5 separate regions of the Mus musculus genome follow, and regions 1, 3, 4 and 5 are each linked to region 2. The links are chromatin contacts, called in public ChIA-PET and HiChIP or PLAC-seq maps. All regions are on one chromosome and are shown on one strand. Each heading gives the region's core, a stretch centred on a gene start, on an enhancer-like site or on the middle of the called end of the contact. The rest is flanking DNA. Distances are from core to core; before and after follow the strand shown. Region 1 holds the start of Nfe2l1 (nuclear factor, erythroid derived 2,-like 1). Region 2 holds the start of Socs7 (suppressor of cytokine signaling 7). Region 3 holds the start of Cbx1 (chromobox 1). Region 4 holds the start of Fbxo47 (F-box protein 47). Region 5 holds the start of Cacnb1 (calcium channel, voltage-dependent, beta 1 subunit).

Evidence for each region. ChIA-PET counts read pairs in DNA pulled down with a chosen protein or histone mark. HiChIP or PLAC-seq counts read pairs in DNA pulled down with a chosen protein or histone mark.
Region 1: a contact with region 2 is called in an RNA polymerase II ChIA-PET map of memory CD8 T cells, with 11 read pairs. The contact joins the promoter of Nfe2l1 here to the promoter of Socs7 in region 2. A contact is called at or near these places in 3 of 39 promoter capture datasets (embryonic stem cells, liver and stem cell-derived epiblast-like cells) and 2 of 115 datasets of contacts at active chromatin or transcription factors (memory CD8 T cells and pancreatic cancer cells).
Region 3: a contact with region 2 is called in an HNF4G HiChIP or PLAC-seq map of pancreatic cancer cells. The contact joins the promoter of Cbx1 here to the promoter of Socs7 in region 2.
Region 4: a FOXA1 HiChIP or PLAC-seq map of pancreatic cancer cells shows a contact between it and region 2. The contact joins the promoter of Fbxo47 here to the promoter of Socs7 in region 2. A contact is called at or near these places in 1 of 115 datasets of contacts at active chromatin or transcription factors (pancreatic cancer cells) and 1 of 9 other capture datasets (pancreatic islet).
Region 5: an HNF4G HiChIP or PLAC-seq map of pancreatic cancer cells shows a contact between it and region 2. The contact joins the promoter of Cacnb1 here to the promoter of Socs7 in region 2. A contact is called at or near these places in 1 of 39 promoter capture datasets (liver), 2 of 115 datasets of contacts at active chromatin or transcription factors (bone marrow-derived macrophages and pancreatic cancer cells) and 1 of 9 other capture datasets (adipose tissue).

Annotation. Positions count from the first base shown.
Region 1 is chr11:96,828,053-96,831,843 of GRCm38.p6, forward strand. Nfe2l1 (nuclear factor, erythroid derived 2,-like 1) reads right to left here and starts at 1,916. Exons shown (of 5, transcript NM_008686.3): 1 at 1,767-1,916; 2 at 1-171.
Region 2 is chr11:97,360,541-97,364,046 of GRCm38.p6, forward strand. It overlaps Socs7 (suppressor of cytokine signaling 7), which reads left to right and starts at 1,752. Exons shown (of 10, transcript NM_138657.4): 1 at 1,752-2,883. The coding sequence starts at 1,895.
Region 3 is chr11:96,787,392-96,790,891 of GRCm38.p6, forward strand. It overlaps Cbx1 (chromobox 1), which reads left to right and starts at 1,744. Exons shown (of 5, transcript NM_001362560.1): 1 at 1,744-1,962.
Region 4 is chr11:97,882,454-97,886,450 of GRCm38.p6, forward strand. It overlaps Fbxo47 (F-box protein 47), which reads right to left and starts at 1,701. Exons shown (of 11, transcript NM_001081435.1): 1 at 1,470-1,701.
Region 5 is chr11:98,020,491-98,024,464 of GRCm38.p6, forward strand. Cacnb1 (calcium channel, voltage-dependent, beta 1 subunit) reads right to left here and starts at 2,137. Exons shown (of 14, transcript NM_001282977.1): 1 at 1,852-2,137. The coding sequence starts at 1,935. It also overlaps a transcript of Rpl19 not described here.

The DNA.
Region 1 (3,791 bases), core at 666-3,165, 530 kb before region 2:
CCACTGCAGGCTGCTCACACCAACAGCTGATGGAGTCTTTCTTTCCTCCTTTTTTTTTTCCCCCCCTTCTCCTTCCTAAGGTTTATTTTCTTTGGCTGGAGCTACAGGTCTTTGTCTTGGGTCAGAGTGTCCCGCCTCCTCTGCACTTACCAGGGGGGTTTCCAGAGAACCCTGAAATGGGAATCACAGAACAACAAGATAAGATTCCACACTCTTCACTTCATGGTCAGGGTAAGAAGCTCGGGCAGAGAGTAGGAAACACGTGTAAAGGTTACTTTTACACGGAAAAGCCAAGCCAAACCTGCTGTGCCAACTATGAAAGGAAAAGGAAGGAAAGAAGCACCCTAAATACTAAATATTAAATCTGCCACACTTCCTAAAAGGTCTTATTTGAAGCAGACTGTGCGTGCAAGGCATTCAAAACTTTCTTACACTTTGTCTCATTTACCAACACTCTTAATAGAACACATTACCCAGTTTCTAATTTTAGCACAAGAAGTCCATTTCCTATCCTTAAAAAAATTTGGTTTCCCATGTCATTGTCCTTTCCAACTCTAAAGAGAAGACAGAGATTATTACTGAGAGACTGTGAAAAAATACATGAAAATGTTCAGGCCTCCATTTCATATGCCTTTTTGTTATTCCAACTTTTGAAATCTCATTTCCCCTTTCCTATCATTCTTTCATTCGTTAATTAATTAATTTATTTTTTTAAATAAAAGACCAGCCTAATAGCACAGGCCACTCAGAACGTTGAAACGTTAAGATCAGGGGTTTAAGACCAGCCTGGTTTCAATAGTAAAATAAAAGAATGTCCAGGACAAGGATACAGATCACGGGTGCCTGGTTAGAGGCCCTAGGTCCAATCCCCAGTATGGCAAAATAAAAGAACAGGGTAGGGTACAGGAGGACAGTGGAAGATTGTGGAGCCGTGCTCCACCTGGAATTTGAATTCACAGGTTTTAGCTTTATTCACATGACCTTCTGAGCCAAAGCAGAAGGATATGGCCAAGTTCTCGATCTCACTTGCCAAGTGGGGAGAAGGTAAATTTGCCTTCCCATTTCTGATTTCTACTTTTGAGCTTCCATTAAATTCCTAAACTCCTCTACTGTGGCCCACTATCAACTTCGCTCTAAAGGTGAAGTGGGAGCGACACGTAGGAGACACACACACCCACGAATACCCTCATTCGGTTGAGTAAACATCCCTGCTTTTGAAACCCGCCCGTCCTCGCGCAATTTACTACTAAAACTTCCCAAGAGCCACTTAAAGTTTGAGAGAGCAGACAAAGTTCTTCAAAGCCCACAAGGCCAAAGAGAGAGCGCTCCGGCCCCAGTCCGGTCCCACCCTGCCGTACCCGAGTCTGGATGAGACCAAGCTGCCATGCCCACTCTCGCCGACGCGCCTCCAAGCTTTCTGGGACACGGAGCGACAAGTGCTACTTTGCTGGCCTTGACCCACCCTTAAAAGCGAGCCTCACCCCGCCCTCCGTTCCCCAGGCCCCACCCCGCTCGCGAGCCCAGCCTCACCACGCCCTCCCATGCCCTCGGCCCTTCTCAGTCCAGCCCACCCAGGAACACGCTTTCTGGTCGGCCCCGCGTTTCTTTCCGGCCGTGTCCAGGGCCCGAGCCCGATCAAGACCCCTCTCGGCCTCCCGGGTCCCGCCTCCTGCTCCTCAACCACATCTCGCCGCCCCTTATCCCACAAGCTTTCGGCCCTGTTGCACCGCGGCTATCTCGTTGGGGAAGGGAATTAGAGCAGGTACCCGCTGCTGAGGTCACAGTCTGTCGCTGCCGCCACAGCAGGCCCTCAGCCCAAGTCCCGGCCTCGCCACCGCCGCCGTCGCCGCCACCTCCGGCCGGCCTGGAGCGCCCAGCCTCGGCTTCCCTCCCCGCCCCCTCCTTCCACTGCACTCGGAAACCCGCCCGCCACGGCCACCCCAGAAACAGTTGGTCCAATCAGATAGCCGGGACTAGAGTCGTCACCGGATGTCACTTTGATTGACAGCAAAGAAAACCCAATAGTCGAGTTTGTGTCTGCCCACTCGGCACAGTCCTCCCGAGACTGACGTGGAGAGAAGTCCAATGAGTGTGCAGGCCCGCCCCCCGGTATGGACCCACCAATGAGTGAGGCGAAGGCCCTAGTGTCCGGCATTCTGAACCTCTCCGCTGCGGGTTGGAGGTGGGCGGTGTTGTAAGTTAGGTGATTCTAGCTCATTGTGTGCCTAGGAATGCGGTCCTTTAAGGCAGATAATGGAGCATTGACGCCGGAGCCCGAGATTCCGTCCTTGAGGGTCCCCACGGTGACTTGTAAAAGTCCAGTGAGATCCGAGGGGGGGGCCGAGGCGGAGTACGGAGCATGTGGCTCTGATGGTCGCGACGTTCGTGTCGCCATCTTGAGTCCTGGCAACGGAAACCGGTACCCCCTGTCTGCCTTAGAGCCTGGTGTAACCTGTTCGTCAGGCAGGAAGGGTGGCATCTTGTAGCCCAGGCAACAGTCAGGTCGTGGAAACTGCGGGGCAGACGAGGGCCTTAGAGAAATGTTGGTAGTGTGATAGATAGGACATAGTAACTCGTTTTTGCCATCAAAGAAACACCGGGAAGAGCCCCTCCCCTTCCTCTAACCTCGCACACAGCTTAGTTTTTGCTTTTCAGGAACGTTCCATCGTTGCCAGAGTTCCCCATACAACTATAGTACCAAAACATTTTTTGTGACTCAAATATAAGTGTGCTCTCAACATCATTTATTAGATTCCAAATTACAAAGCCTTTGTGAGATTCTTGTTCAGTGACCCTGTGGTAGGGGCCTGATAACGTTCCCTATAAGTAATTCTGATACAGCTGGTCCGAAGACCACATGTAGGAAATCATTGTATTGAAGTTTGTACTGTGTAGCTGTGGGACAGAGGTGAGATGCCAACTGAGTTCTTGTCTCCTTTTAAGAGGCCATAATCTAGTTGACAGTTCATTATTCGCTGTCCTTGTGCAATTAAGGACAAGGCCAACTGATAATGCAGCAGATAAGTTCACTTCACGCTGTGCTAGGAGAGTTAGCACCAATATGGAGGGGTTCTCAGAATGTAAAGTACGTTTCACAGATATAATATGCACCAAGAATTCAACTGATTCTTACAAAAATTATTAAGCTACCACATACCTTTTTAAATGGAAACAAATTATTTTGAGCTAGTTAACACTTTCAAAGACTGTTTTTACTTCATCGTTTTTTAGTGTGTCCCAATAAATTACTAGAATACAAAATTTATGAAAACTAGACATTTGTGTATTAATTGTTGGGTCTTCAAAACAACAGGCATAGTGTCCCATGCCTTTAATCCTGGCACTCTTGGAATCTTTGTGAACTCAAGGGCATTCTCATGTACGAAGAGTTCAAGATCAGCCAGGGCTACAAGTGTTGGGTTTCAGAGGGGTTATTTTACTTTACAAAGTAGACCTGGCCTCCAGGTCCTCCCAGCATTCCTCAGTCCTTACCTGGCATACTCACCCTCTACACAGACTCCCCACAGGCTCTTCCCTGTACAATCCAGACATTTAGTTCTCTTGGCCCCTCCCTTCTCTTTTCTCTCCCTCTGCACTTGTTTCTCTTTCTCTTCTCCCCTCCCCTCTGTCTCCCTCCCCCTGACCTTGTGGCTCCGGACCAGTGAACTCACCTGCCTGGAAGCAGTTTCCCAATAAACCTGCTTACATATACCCTGATCTGGCTTGAGTTGGCTCGTTTCACCGCTGGAGAAATAATTAATCATCCAGAACAGGCAGAGCTACATAGAAAG
Region 2 (3,506 bases), core at 502-3,001:
CTGAGTTCAATTCCCAGGACTCCACGTGGCAGCTCACAACTATCTGTAATGGGTCTGATGCTGTCTTTTGGTGTGCAGAGAAATATATGTAAATACATCTTTACAATCACAGGCTGTGAGCAAATTTCTATTTCAGAATGACCCCACTGGGCTGGGAAGATGGCTCTGTAATGTGCCTGTTCCTCATTGATTCTGGAGTTCATCAATTTGGCTAGATTGACTGGTGAGGGAGCTCCCGGGATCCACCCCACATCAAGTGCGAAGATCACAGACACATGCTGCTCTGCCTGGCTTTTATACTGTGCTGGGGATCCAAACTTAAGTCCTGATACTTGTGAGAGTCCCTGTCTGAAAAACAAAAGGGGTATAGGGAGCTGGGTGGTGATGGCACATTCCTTCATTCCCAGCACAGACATGATTCTGAATTCAAGGCCAGCCTGGTCTACAGAATGAGTTCCAGGACAGCCAGGGCCACACAGAGAAACCCTGTCTAGAAAGAAAGAAAGAAAGAAAGGAAGGAAGGAAGGAAGGAAGGAAGGAAGAAAGAAAGAAAGAAAGAAAGAAAGAAAGAAAGAAAGAAAGAGAGATGGAGGGGCCTAGAGAGCTAGCTCAGCAGATAACGGCTTGTTCTGCTCTTGCAGAGGGTCAGAACTCAGCTCTCAACACCCATGTCCAGGGACTTGGGGCAGCTAATAATTAGGTCTAGGGGATCTGATGCCCTTTCTCGGATTCTGCACACACATGTGCATACACATACATTTTTTTTAAGTGATGGAGATTATGACAGCGATTCTGATTTACATCTCCTGTACATCTATCTGTAGGTGTTACATTAGCAATGGCACAAAAACGTTGAAGGAACTCTTCCCCGTCACTGAAACCAATTCCGACTCAGCAAAGTTGCCCCCATGATTGATGATTTGATCAGGTTTTGCTTTTTCACTGTTCTCTTTCATCAACAGAGGAAAATATTAGTAAAAATTCTTGTTACAATTGCAGTCCTTGGTCACTTGTCATCATTTTGGGAAGGGCTGGGAATGAGGTCTGGTGATGGAACTGTTGCTTAGCACGTGCCACGTCTTGGATTCTATCCTCAACATGACATACACTATGACAACAATCAGTGGAAGGATGTATTTGGCCATCAGTCGTACAGAATTGGCTATTGTATATCTTCATTTCTTGGAATTGTGTATATCCATTCTTCATTTCAAATTCATGATGAGATTATGCTAACTATATACACACTCTTGTCTTCTCAAAGATCCAGTTGTTTTGGCACGGAAGAGCACACTGCAGGCTCTACAACCCATTTTCATGTAGTCATTCCACAGTTCATCGGATGCTAGGAAAGAGGATGCAGATGTAATGAAATGACTTGGCCAAGGTCACACACTCCAGGCAGCATGGACAGGACAAGACCCCCAGACAGTGCCAAGGTCCACGACCCTCTCCCAGGTCCAGACCCGGGTCCCGAGGCCTGCACTGCTCTACACAGGACGGTGGACAGGGCCCGGGCGCCCAGGAAGTGAAAAAGCAGGGGTCGGTGCCGGAGACCACGGAGGCCCCAGATGCAGCAGACGGCCAATAGCTACCAGGGCCAAGAGAAACGTCAGGCAGAGTGGAGTCCGACGCTTGCGCACCCTGGGGAAAGGGGGCGGGCCCTGGACAGGAAGTGACGTCTAGGGGCGGTCCTCGGCGGCAGCGCGCGGCCTGGGCTCGCGCTGGGCTCCGCGCGCCCCCCCCCCCCCGCCCCCTCTATGAGGCAGAGGCCGCGGCGGCCGTTAGCGCTGTCGCTCCGGGGGCCGCGGCGGGCGGGGCTCCGGCGGGGCCCGGCCTAGTCCCCACCCAGCCCGGCTCCTAGCCGCCCGCCCTCCCTCCCTTCGCCACCCCGATGCAGGGGGCCGAGCTCCGGGACGGCGAGGCGGCGGCGGCGGCCGCTTCGTACCGGGTCCTGAGCCGCCTCCTCGGCTATGGAGAGGCCGCCCCCGAGCCAGGCCCGCCGCCGCCGCCGCCGCCCCCGGGCCACAGCCATGGCCCGTCGCCGCCACCACCCTTCCTCGCGCGGCCCGGCTCGCGGGGCGCCCGGCCGCCTCAGCTGATGGTGTTCCGCAACGTGGGGCGGCCGCCGGAGGAGGAGGACGCGGAGGCGGCCCGGGAGCCGGGACCCTCGGAACTGCTGTGTCCCCGGCACCGCTGCGCGCTGGATCCCAAGGCCCTCCCGCCGGGCTTGGCGCTCGAGCGGACCTGGGGTCCCGTGGCTGGACTAGAGGCGCAGCTGGCGGCCCTGGGGCTCGGACAGCCGGCGGGGCCGGGGATCAAGACTGCCGGCGGAGGCTGCTGTCCGTGCCCGTGTCCCCCGCAGCCGCCGCCGCCGCAACCCCCGCCGCCTGCTGCCGCCCCGCAGGCCGGGGAGGACCCGACGGAGACGAGCGACGCGCTGCTGGTCCTGGAGGGCTTGGAATCGGAGGCCGAGAGCCTGGAGACTAACAGCTGCTCGGAAGAGGAGCTCAGCAGCCCCGGCCGTGGAGGAGGAGGAGTGGGTGGCCGGCTGCTTCTGCAGCCTCCGGGTCCCGAACTACCCCCGGTGCCCTTTCCGCTGCAGGACTTGGTCCCTCCAGGGCGCTTGAGCCGAGGGGAGCAGCAGCAGCAGCAACCTCCCCCACCGCCGCCGCCTCCCGGGCCCCTCCGGCCTCTCGCAGGCCCTTCTCGGAAGGGCTCCTTCAAAATCCGCCTCAGTCGCCTGTTTCGCACGAAGAGCTGTAACGGCGGCTCGGGCGGCGGGGATGGGACCGGCAAGAGGCCTTCGGGAGATCTGGCAGCTTCAGCTGCGAGCCTGACCGACATGGGAGGCTCAGCGGTCCGGGAGCTGGATACGGGGAGGTGAGATTGGCTTGGGGGTTGGGGGTGGGCAAGCGACAAAGTTCCATTTCTTGTTTCGTTTCCCTCGTTTTCCCCTACTGCCAACACGATACTGTTAGAGCTGAGCTGTGGACTTCAGGAGGAGGCAGACACTTGGGATTAAAGGTGGTGACATCTCGCATTAGGTCAGAGCTAATTGTGGAAACAGCTTTCAACTCTCGGAGAGTTCACACTCTGTGACACTTCTCAGTGGGTTAGCGTCTCTTGCTGGGGATGATCTGAAGCCCGGCCTCACCTTCCATCCCTGTTCCGGCCCCACTTTTTAAGCACCCCTCCCATGTCTGTTATTACTACCATTGCTGAAGGTTGCTGGAAATGTGTGGCCTTGGGGCCGAAAAGCTGGTGTCAATCACCTGCCTGTTATTATCTTGATCGTCTTGCTTGTTCTCTCAGTGCACCAGCCTTCACTCTCTTCGCAAGTACAAGCATGCAAATAGCCCGAGGAGTCTGGCCAGCAATTAGCTGGGCAGCTCCCTTAATATTCTGGTTGTTCCTGGATATTTGCTGTCTAAAGCCTGTGTGCTGACCACTTTCTGAATGGCGTTGTGCTGACTCTCTCACTTTCACACGGAGGTGAGAGGTCT
Region 3 (3,500 bases), core at 494-2,993, 570 kb before region 2:
GGTTGTCGCCTGGTTTTGGAGGCTTGACCCAAGTATTTTTTCAGGAAGAATCGGTCTCTTTTGACTAATTTTTATATAACATTGTGAAACTAACCCTCTTTTTCTTTTGTCTTAGTTTTTTGAACAGAAAAGTTGTCACTGTTTCGGGGTTTTTTTGATTTTTGGTTTGTTTGTTTGTTTTTTTTTTTAAGACAAGCTCTCACTCTGTAACCTAGGCTACATAGTCTAAACTGCGCTTTTTTTTTTTTTTTTTTTTTTGGGTTTGCTGTTGTGTTTGTTTGTTTGTTTGAGACAGGGTTTCTCTGTGTAGCCCTGGCTCTCCTGGAACTCACTCTGTAGAACAGGCTGGTCTTGAACTCAGAAATTCTCCTGCCTCTGCCTCCTAAGTGCTAAAGTGCTCTTAAACTCCCAGCAATCCTCCTGTCTCAATCCCGGGTACTAGGATTAAGAGGCTTGAATCTGGCCTTGGAAAGTTTGATCAGTTCTATTATCAGTTGGACATCTCAGTTATTCACTTAATCACATATTCAAGGAATTTTTACCAATAAATACTGAGAGTCAAAACGTGACCTTGTGGCCGGGCGTGGTGGCGCACAACTTTAATCCCAGCACTCGAGGCAGAGGCAGGCCGATTTCTGAGTTTGAGGCCAGCCTGGTCTACAAACTGAGTTTTGAGAGAAACCCTGTCTCAAAAAAACAAACAAAAACAAACCAACCAACCAACCAAACAAACAAACAACCAAAATGACCTTGTCCTTGCTAGAAACAAACACCAAGGATCCTGAGTGTCGTGGACACAATGAGTCATATGAAGCGTCTGTCCTTACTGGAGTTCCTAGTTCAACAATTAGCAGCAACCTACCTGAATCAGAGTAGCACCCGTGTTAAAGAATGACAGCCCAGCCGTGGTTTTTGCTTAATTCCGTTTCTTTAGACTAACTTGATAAAGGATGTTCACAGAGATGGAGAAATCCCCATGAAAGTCACCCACCGGCAAGGGCAATAAAGGGAAAACTTTGAATGTGGTGGTCTGTGTTTGTAATACTCGGCATTTGGGAAGTGAAAACAGGTAGATCAGACTTCCTTGAGACCCTGTCCACTCAACAGAACCAACAACCAAAAATAAAACAAGAATAGAGAGGGAAGGAAGGGGAAAGAAAAAAAGCAAATTCAGAAAGTGTCGATGGTGTCTACCTAGACGGTTAATCTACTGCTTTCTGAATGGAGCAGTGATTCAAACTGAGAGGTAGGAACCCCAGTCAGGTGGCAATAATAGGTAAGATTGCTGGACATTATTGAAGGTGATTTGATAAATCTCAGGTGACGAATACAATATTTTTCTTTTAAACGCAAACGGACCAAACATCAACGGGCTAGTTTCCAAACCTGCAGTGTCCTACTTTTGTAGACTGAGTAAGGAATACCAGCACGCGCCTGGAATCCAGCACTTTGACATTTGAAGCAAAAAGAAAGGCCACGAGTTCGAAGCCACCTGGGCTGCGTATCCTGTTATTAAACAAACAAACCCCACCACTACCCATCAATTTCCTAGACTGTAGAGTTATGTTCTAAGTAACAGTCGACTTCGCCTTTCCAGTCAAAAAAGAAAACAAAACTACGAAAACTCCCTACAATCCTTGAAAGTGGAGGTGGGCGGCGCGGGATTCGCGCGGTACTTTGGGATCTGTAGTTTCTGGCCGACTCTTAATCCCAAGGTGCCCTGCGGCGGGTCGTCGCGTCTGCGCAGTGCAGGCGGCGGGCCGCGCAGAGTGAGAGGCTCTTTTGTTCGGCTGAGGGGAGGGCCGTTAGCGGGGCCTGCGGTACGCCGCTTCAGCGGGACGGTCGACTTGTGGCCACACGGCTCTTTGCTCCTCTGGGCGCGCTACTCCCCTCGGACCGCCCGACGCAACGCGCGAGTAGCGCGGCACCGATTCCTCTCGGACTCTCGGGCGCTGCTACGAGGTGAAGAGGCGGGCTGGAGGCGGGGTGTGTGGGGGGAGGGGACGCGGCAACGGCGGGAGGCCGCGGACCAGCGCGGGCCGCTAACGGAAGAGCGGAGACCGAGGAATGGGGGGCGCGCCCCGGCCCAGCGCCCGCCGGGTCCGCTTCCCGCGCAGAGCTCGCGGGTTGCGGGAGTGTGGAGAGGGCGGGGCAGCGAATCCAGAGCCCGGGAGCCGAGTGGTTCGCGATGAGCGGAGCCAGCGGAGGGTTAGCTTTTCAAGAACTGGACCAAGAGCGTTTGACCCGAGTGAGGGACTCTAGAGTTGGGCGGGAGAAAGAAAACTTTGGGACGTCCATAAGGGGGACAGGTGCTTTTGGGTGTGCGTGGCAGGGACCACGACTTCGTACTCTCGAGGTTTAGAAATGTAACCTGAGAAAGCGGACACGGTGGCAATCGCAAGCAACCCCCGTAGCACTTGGAGGAAAGAGAGAAAAAGTAACCTGAGGATATTGGGTCCAGTTGCCACTATCAGAGAAGTTTCTCTTGCCAGAGTTAAGAAGAAGTAACTTCCAATAAACTTGAACAGGAGGATTTGGGCAGCTCACGGTGTGCTAGCGGGGAAGAGATTTGTTGAATCCGTCTAGGGGTGGGGGTGGGGGGTCAGGCATTTTCTTGACCTTGTCTAAAAGTGGAGTTGCTGGGATAGGTAGGGTAGAAGTCTAGAGTGACTGGTCAAATGTGGAAGAAAATAAAGGGTCCCTGGGGATGTAACTTAGTTGGTAGAATGTTTGCCTAGCCCACTGCACAGGCCTGAATTCAATCCTCTGTACCTTATAAATTCGGGCTGGGCTTGATGGCATTCATGTAGCCCTTGGGAGCGGAAACAGGACGATCAGGAGTTTAAAGCCTTGCCTGGCCACCAGGGGAGTCAAGAAAGGGTGAAAAGGCCACTTTGTGCCTTGTAATGGGTCTTCAGTGTGAGTTGGGAGGCTGTGGAAGAACACGTGTAAGGCAAGACTCATCCAATGAAAGAGATCTGTTCTTTGTGCGTAAGCCTGGGGGCCTCAGTTTACCTCTCAGGATCCAGGTAAAGGTGGAAAGAGCGAGCAGACTTCACAGAATTGCCCTCTGAGCTACAAATTAGGGAAATGGCAGGGACCCTCGAAAGCAGGTGCATGCCCACCGGCAGCGAGAATATTTTTATTTAAAAAGCAGTATAGAAATATAGAACTCATTTCGGTGTGTGGTACTGAGGACCTTGCACACATGTAAGTTATCTACCACTGAGTTATGTTCCAATACCATAAAAAGGTTTTTTGAAAAATGAGTTATGCTAGAACATAGGGTAACCTCTCCAGTTTTGTGTTAAGAATCATGTCAGCTTTTTGGAATAGTTTCAAAAGACCTAAGGTTTTCTGGTAGATGTATGGCTACAATCAAGAAATTGGTGCCTATACACTTCCTGGATGCTCTCTAGGCATATCTGGGAAGTGGTGTGTTGAAAAGAGCCCAGTTAGGCCTTGCTGCATGCACTCCTGTAATCCCAGCCAGCACTCGG
Region 4 (3,997 bases), core at 451-2,950, 520 kb after region 2:
TCCTGTCTCAAAAACCAAACAAACAAATGACTATAGTTGCGCTTTACTTCAGATTTCAGTGAAATTTCAGATTAGTAATTGTGAAAATGGCTACCTTTACACAATATGTTTATTTTTATAAAACACAGCTAAGTGAAAGAAAACTAAATTCACTCATGTATTTTGGTGTTTATATTACTGTGAAAATTGTATTTATGTATTCATTTTCGACAAAAAAGTAAGGACTCATACTATTTTGTAATCTTATTACAATTTAATTCAATGCCAATACATGTATTTCTACAAGAATATGTATTTTAATATCCTCATGTAATTCCAAGTGGAAGAATTCTGATTGACTTAATTAAAAAGGTTGTTATTAATTTTAATTTTTCTTTTGTTCTCTTTCTTTCTTACCTTTTTTTTTTTCCTTATTTTCTCTGTGTAATAATGCTGGCTGTCCTGGGACTCACTCAGTAGACCAGGCTGGCCTCACAGAGATCCAGTCACACAGATCCATCTGCCTCTGCCTACCAAGTGTTGAGATTAAGGGCGTGCAACACCACTGCCATGCTTACTACAGAATTTTCAAGTATTTTTACTATAATAAAACATAAATTTGCTTTTTCTTCCAGAAACTTCCATCCTAGTCAGACTAGTGTGGGGCTAAACAACCTCCTCCCAGGGGTCTTTATCACCTATTAAGGGTATAGACATAACGTGTATGTATAATTTTTCACTTAAATCTCTGAGAGAAAAAAAACAAAAACCAACTGATCCCAGTTATTTCAAAACTTAGACTCAACTGGCGAACAGCTATAGTCCCAGCAACAAGGGAGACAAAGGCTGAGTTCGAGGTCAGCCTGGTCTGTGGGAGTCTAACAGTGCAAGTCCCACAGCAGCTGGGGTGGTTTCACAAAGAAACACTGTAGTGGAAACAAACTAACAAACAAACAAAAAGCCAACAAAACAAAAGAAAACAAAACCCCAACATTTAAGTCTCCCTTTCCTCCCTCAGACCTATTTTAGGGGTGGAGGAGCGCAGGATTTTGTGGAAACAGTACCTATTTCCTACCAAACTCTTCCTGCTTTCCCCTTAGCCTGAAGGTACGAAGCGCACAAGCCCTGTGACAATGGGATACAGTTTTTCCCTTGTGGCTCCCCGGCGGGCGTGGAACTCTCGAGCCTCCTGCCTCGGCCTCCGAGGAGCCGGTGACAGGCAGCACTGCCCCGCCCACGCACCGAGAACGGGGCGGGTCTAAGGGCGCCGACCTCGTCCCTGCCCCCACACCCTCTTCCGGAGGGGAAAAAATACCCCAGCAAGTCACCGCGCTTTGTCTTAACGTTCCTTTGCCAGCGCTAAACACCGCCAAAGAGGTCACCTAGGGAACCAGAGCAGAAACTGGCCCGCATAAAAATCAAATAGGACCTGCTGAAAAACACGCAATTATTTCTACCGGAAGTACTGGGGAATATAAAACACTTGTTACCACAGATTTCGACAGTTTTTCCGGCTACAGTATCACAGGAAAGTGGGATTTAGTCGTCTCGTCCCACCATCCTCAGATTTCACAAATACTTAAAAATAAAAATAAATAAAAAATTAAAAAAAAAAATCTCCTCAGGCTTTTCCCGCCAGATAATGGGGGCGGATCCTGCTCCGCTCTCTCCGCTCCGCCCCGGAGCTGCGTCCTCAGCTCTCGGGCGCCCCCGTCGCCTCAAGTAGATTTTAGAATTCTCCCAGGAGCCCCAGCGGGAGGAGGCTCCGCCCCCTCATGAATATCGAGCAGCCTCGCCTCCTCTGCCCCTCCCCTCATGAATATTCAGAGATCTCCCGGGAACCCTGCGGGCGGAGCCTCACCCTCTCAAGAAAGGATGAGACGCCGGGATCCTCGGCTCTTTTGCCTCCTCTCTTGAATCGCTCGGAGCACTCCCAGGAGTCCACGCACGGGAGGAGGCCCCACCCCCTCGCGAATAGAAAGAAACCTCGGCTCTTCAGTCTTTCCCTTATGAATACCCAGAACCTTCTCGGGAAACGCCCCCAAGCAGGCCACGCCCTCTCATGAATACTAAGCAGAGGCTCCCATGGTGCCCTCCTGTTCAGGGATGTTATTCGGAGTGAGGCCCTTAAAAGCCCGTGCTACCTCCATTTTAGACACCAAGTTGCTGAACGGGAGAAACGGGAGCTCTTATGGTAGGGTAAGTGGGGAGGCTGTAAATGGAGATCTCAAACTTGGAGGAGTTATACGCTCCACTACGTTTTTTTACACTCAGGTTTTAAAAAAAAGATTTTATTTACTTTACGTTTAGGAGTCCACTTTTGCTGTCTTCAGACACCCAGAAGAGGGCATCAGTTCTCATCACAGATGGTTATGAGCCACCATGTGGGTGCTGGGAATTGAACTCAGGACCTCTGGAAGAGCAGTCAGTGCTCTTAACCACTGAGCCATCTCTCCATCCCTACACTCAGTTTTAAGGCAGTTTCCGATTCACTCTTCCCCTGGGCCAACAGGATCTGTCACAAGAGCTTTTCATTAAAAAGTTGTTAGATGCCTGGTGTGATGGCATTTCCCGATGGAGGCAGGAGGCTAAACCAGCCTAAGCTACTTGAGAATCTGGCTCAACCACCCCACCCCCAAAGCCCTTAATATTAAATTCTCATTTATTTACAGATTCTGTGTCTTTTTCTTTTCTCTTTTTCTTTGAGACAAGGTCTTGTTGGGTAGTGCTAGGCTAGCCTAAACCTCTGACTCTTGCATGAGCCAGTTACAGTGCTGGGATTACAAAAATCATGATCCAGTATGCAGGGCTTGATTCAGATGGAAGCCTGCAGTGGGGCAGGCTGTCTGGGAGGCCTTAAAGATATAACAGAATGATACATATTATTTGAGACTGGGTCTCTTGTAGTCCAGGCCTCCTAGACTCCTCAGGTACATAGGCATATATATTCAGGAAAAACACCTATCCACATAGAAACACAAGAAAACCAAACAACCAGTTAAAGTAGATAACAGATACCCTGACTTCCCTGGGTTGGAGTAGCCTAGCGGTAGAATGCTTGCCTAGAACACACTGGAGCCTAGTTTCCACCCCTAGCATCCTCAAAGTCCTGACTTCCCTCTTCTAAATCTTCCTCCAGGTTTCTTTTGGAAATCTGTACCTCTTAGATGTTGGGAGCATTAGCATTAGTATGTACTTAGCAGATGTGAGGTCCCAGGTTCAAACCCCCACCCTACCCCCAAAAAGCAAAAAAAAAAAAAAAAAAAAAAAAACCCACTTTACATGACTTTTTCTGTAGCCATACTTACTTCCCCAAGTGGTGCTGTAACCTTGAGATGACCTGTCTCGTATCTCATTTACTAAATTAGGACAGATACTTCAGTACTACCTGCCCCCTGCCTTCCTTATCCTGTACCTTAATTCTTGTACTCAAACAGCAGATGAAATAATAGCTGAAGGAAGGCTTGGGTGCAAACCTGTCATTCCAACTACTTGGGAGGCAGAGGCAGGAGGATCACAAGTTCAAGGCCTTCCTTGGAGACACGGGGTTAGGTCAAGGCCAGTCTGAGGAAGTTGATAAGACCCTGTCTCAAATAAAAAGTAAAAGAGAAGGCTTGAAGGGACTAGTATCTGCTCCAGACACCCCAAGCCAGCTTCTAGGCACAAAGGGGATTTATCTGCCCCAGAGGGCAAAGGGCAGGGAATAAGAGACAAAGATAGGAGGAGGGAGAAGGGGACAAGGGAAAGGGGAAGGTATATTTGTGTGGTGGTGGGGTGTAGGACAACATGCCTCTGGATAGAGAGGAGACAGACATGGCCATAGGAAAAAGGCAGTTTATAAAGGGGAAAGGGAAAACCCAAGTTAGGGTGAAGTATTGCATTTTAATTGGGCATGTTAGTTAGGTGAGCCAAGGGGGTCTTTTGATAGCTGGACCTTGGTAGTGAGCCTCAGGAGGAGGAGGTGGACAAATAAGAGGATAGACCTTAGCTTTAGGAAAGTAATGGAGGCCGGGTGTGG
Region 5 (3,974 bases), core at 887-3,386, 660 kb after region 2:
ATATTCCCCCCCAAGGCAGGATTCACTCTACTCCCACGCCAGCTGCTACTGCCCATGCCCCATCCCCATCATACTAACCCTGCTCCATCCATCTAAAGGCCCTGTGGCCCCACCCCAAGCTGAGACTAGAACATATACTCCTGCCAGTACCAGGTAAGATGGTTAATCTCTCTTAGTGGGCTCTAACTGGGGTGGGGGATCCTGTCTGACCTCTCATATGCCAAAGTTATGGCATTGAGTGTCTCTTTGCTTCCTATATGGGAGCTGCTTCTGTGCCCCCCTCATACACACACACACACACACACACACACACACACACACACACACACACTCATATTTCATATTCTTGGCCCTTGCCCAGTACAGGATGGGCAGAATGCCCAAAAGCTCCTGCCCCTAACCTCTATCCCAGACTTTCTTTGACCAAAGAGCCTAGAGGCACCTCAGCGACACTGCAGGCTCTGGCTCCTGAGACCTGGTGACAAGGAAGCTGGTGAGCCAGGCATAGTGACTCACACCTGTGATTCTCTACTCTTTGGAGGTAGAGGCAGGAGGATCATAAGTTCAAGGCCAGCATTGACTATATAAGATTCTATCACACACACACACACACACACACACACACACACACACACACACACACGAATAATAGGACTGAATATTCTATGATCCTCTTTCCTTCTCTAAAACTGAGCATACAGCTAAACTAGTTTTGAGGCTCTCTACAGACCTAAGAGCATTCTACAGTGAACCTCAAGACTCTTTCACAGCACTACCTCACCCCAGCTGGGCAAAGGGAGTGGCCTTCAGAGGGACAGGGGACAGCTGAAAGGAAGGCATCAGTCAGCTGCCTCCCAGACTCCAAGGGGCCTGGGGTGGAGAGACGAAGTATTTTTAGGTCTGACCTGACCCCCCCCCCCATACACACCCATCAACCACATCATGTTGCTTACAGTTGCTCCAGGCTGGCCACAGCAATGCAAGTGTTAATGCTATCCTTGGAGAAGGACAAGTCCTAGAGAAATCCCCTGGCATGGCCACCACATGCCCTGCTGGTCATTCTAGGGGGACCTTGTATGCCCAAGAACGCCCCTACCTAGGAATAACCCAGGCACATAGGAAAAGTGAACGTGCTAGAGGGCAGCGCCCCTCCCCCAGGTAAAACAGCGACCTCCACTCCAAGACAGTGAGTTGGCACCCATCCAACTTTCCAAACTTTGGCGGCTCCCACCCCTTGGGGCAGGGGGTGGGGTAAGCTAATGTGGGTGTTGGGAGTAGGGAAACATCCAAGACAGGGATGGAGACCAGGTGACTAGGGGAGGGCCTCCCTGAGCTGATCTCTTCTCCACCTTCGAAAGCCAATGTCTGAGCCTTCGAAGGCCTGTTGGCAACGCCCTCTGACCATCGTCTAGGCCTTTTCCCAGTATTACCCCCGCCCCACCCACACCCACTAGCGCCCCTAAACGTGCTCTGCGTCGCCCCCCTCGCCCGATTCGCTCTCCAGCCTCCCTCCAACTCCGCTTCTCAAGGCCTGGATTCCCCCCAACCCCCATCAGCATCCCCGCTGTCAGCCTGCTGGAGCCAGTACCCCAGCAGCAGGAACCTGGACGCGGGGGAGACCTGGAGGCGAGGTTGACAGGCATTCCAACCGCCTCCTCTCCGCTCCGCAGCACCGCAACCCGACTCGGACCAATAGTCCATCGATCATTAACCCTCGAGAATGGAGGGTCGCGCAGACACCCCTCTCCCATCCACGCGGGGCATATAACCCTTTCCTTCCCGGGGCTTTCCAAGCCGACCCCAAGATCCGTAGGAGCGGCCCTTTCCCTCGAGCTTGCCACCTCGCCTTACCTGTGGGCTGGGGTCGAAGACCTCCATAGGGATCTCTTGGGAAGGTGGGTAAGGGCCCCGGGACATGCCGCTCTTCTGGACCATGGAGAGGATCCTCCGGTCCGGCCGCCCTCCCAGCCCAGCCGGGCGCTCTCAGCGCATGGGAGAGGCCGTCCGAGCCCAGAGCAGCGCGGCGTCGCGCAGCCAGCACCGGGTGCAGTCTCCCAGCTGGACCTCCGGCTGCACGCTCGCCGCCTTGCTTGCCCTCCCGGCTCGCGCTGTGCTCTCTGCGGCCGCTGCCGCCGTCGCCGCCGCCGCCGCCTCCGCCCCTGAAGGTTCAGCATCTCCCCCCGCCCCTCCCTCGCTCCCGCCCCGCGCCGCGGCCCCGCCCCTCGAGCCCCTCAACCGGCTGCGCGCAGACAATGGCCGAGTGGCGTAGCCCCGCTGGCCTCCAGAACGTGGAGGGGCTCGATCGCTGTCCTCCGATTAGACTGGGATGAGGGCGGCCTGCAGGGGACTAAGGGGAAACCGGCCTTGAGGCTGGGATGGAGGTGGGGGGCGTTTACCAGTGTGTGCCAAGCGTTGATGGGGGGGTGGGGAGGTGGTGAAACGCCGCTCGGTATGACTGGTACCGCCTCCCTTTCTGTCCCAAACTACTCTCTCAGCTGGTCTCCCTGAGCGACTCTAGCTTGGGCCACCGGAACTTCCCGGTCCCTGTGATCCTGGGACCTGCCTTTAACTCCTTTCTCCCCAGTGTCAGGCCCAGGCCGCCATGAAACTAGCTGAGTAGACCTCCCTCTCCAACCGGGCTCTAGGTCTACTGGCCCCAGCCGGGCCTGGATGATGGGGTGAGTGTCCAAAGAAGGCCACCAGGGACATTAGGATTGCTATCCAGGGACCCAGGAATGCTTCGACCTCATCAGTTACTGAGGTCTCATAGGCTCTTCCAAAAGGCCAGGAGTCAGGCTTGGCAAGTCCCTGTTGCTTCTAAGAGAAGGGGAAGAGGAGGAAGTATAAACGGGGGGAGGAGCTATTCAAAATTATACACCATGACTGTTGACCTAGGGTTGTCTCTCTCCTTTATCCTTGACTGAGGAACAAATGTCCCAGAACTGTGGCTCCGGCTCAGCTGGTTATTGGATCCTAAAAGGGTCGACCTCCACCAAGCAGTGGTGGAGCACACATTTAATCCCAACACTATGGAGACAGAGGCAGGTCAGCCTCATTTACATAGTGACCCTCAGGACAACCTGGGCTACATAGAGAAGCCCCGTCTCAAATAAACAAACAAGCATTCTTTGTTTCCTACAGTGTTGCTAATACTATGGTATCTTTGCCCACTGAAATTCTTGGCAAGATGAGAGAACAGTAAGAGGCCCAGAAGCTGGGTCTGATGGTGTACAGCCATGTTGGGGGCTTGAGGCCAGCCTAGATCACATCATGAGTTTGAGGCCAGCCTTAGCTACATAGAGAGACCCTGTCACAAAACATGAATGAACAAGGAGGCTGGAGAAATGGCTCAGTGGTTAAGAGCACTAGCTATTTGCTCTTCCAGAGGTCCTGAGTTCAATTCCCAGCAACCACATGTTGGCTCACAACCGTTTGTAATGGCTTCTGATACCCTCTTCTGATGTGTCTGAAGACATCTACAGTAACTCATATAAATAAAATAAACCTTAAAAAAAAACATGAATGAACAAACAAAAAAAGTCCCACAACAAAAAAATGATGGCTGGGCTTCTGGGGGTGCTTAATGAGCAGCATGGGAGCCATCTGTGGCAAGAGGACCAGTTCTTCCTCCTCCATCCAGCTCAGAGAGCAGAGAGATAAGAAGATGAAGCCGGAGCCAGTCATGGTGGCGCACGCCTTTAATCCCAGCACTCGGGAGGCAGAGGCAGGCAGATTTCTGAGTTCCAGGCTAGCCTGGTCTACAAAGTGAGTTCCAGGACAGCCAGGACTATACAGAGAAACCCTGTCTCGAAAAACAAACAAACAAAAAAGATGAAGTCAGGCAGTGGTGGTGCACGCCTTTAATCCCAGCACTTGGGAGGCAGAGTGAGGACAGCCTGGTCTTCTACAAAGTGAGTTCCAGAACCAGGGCAGTCAGGGCTACACAGAGAAACCTTGTCTCGAAAAACAAGAAG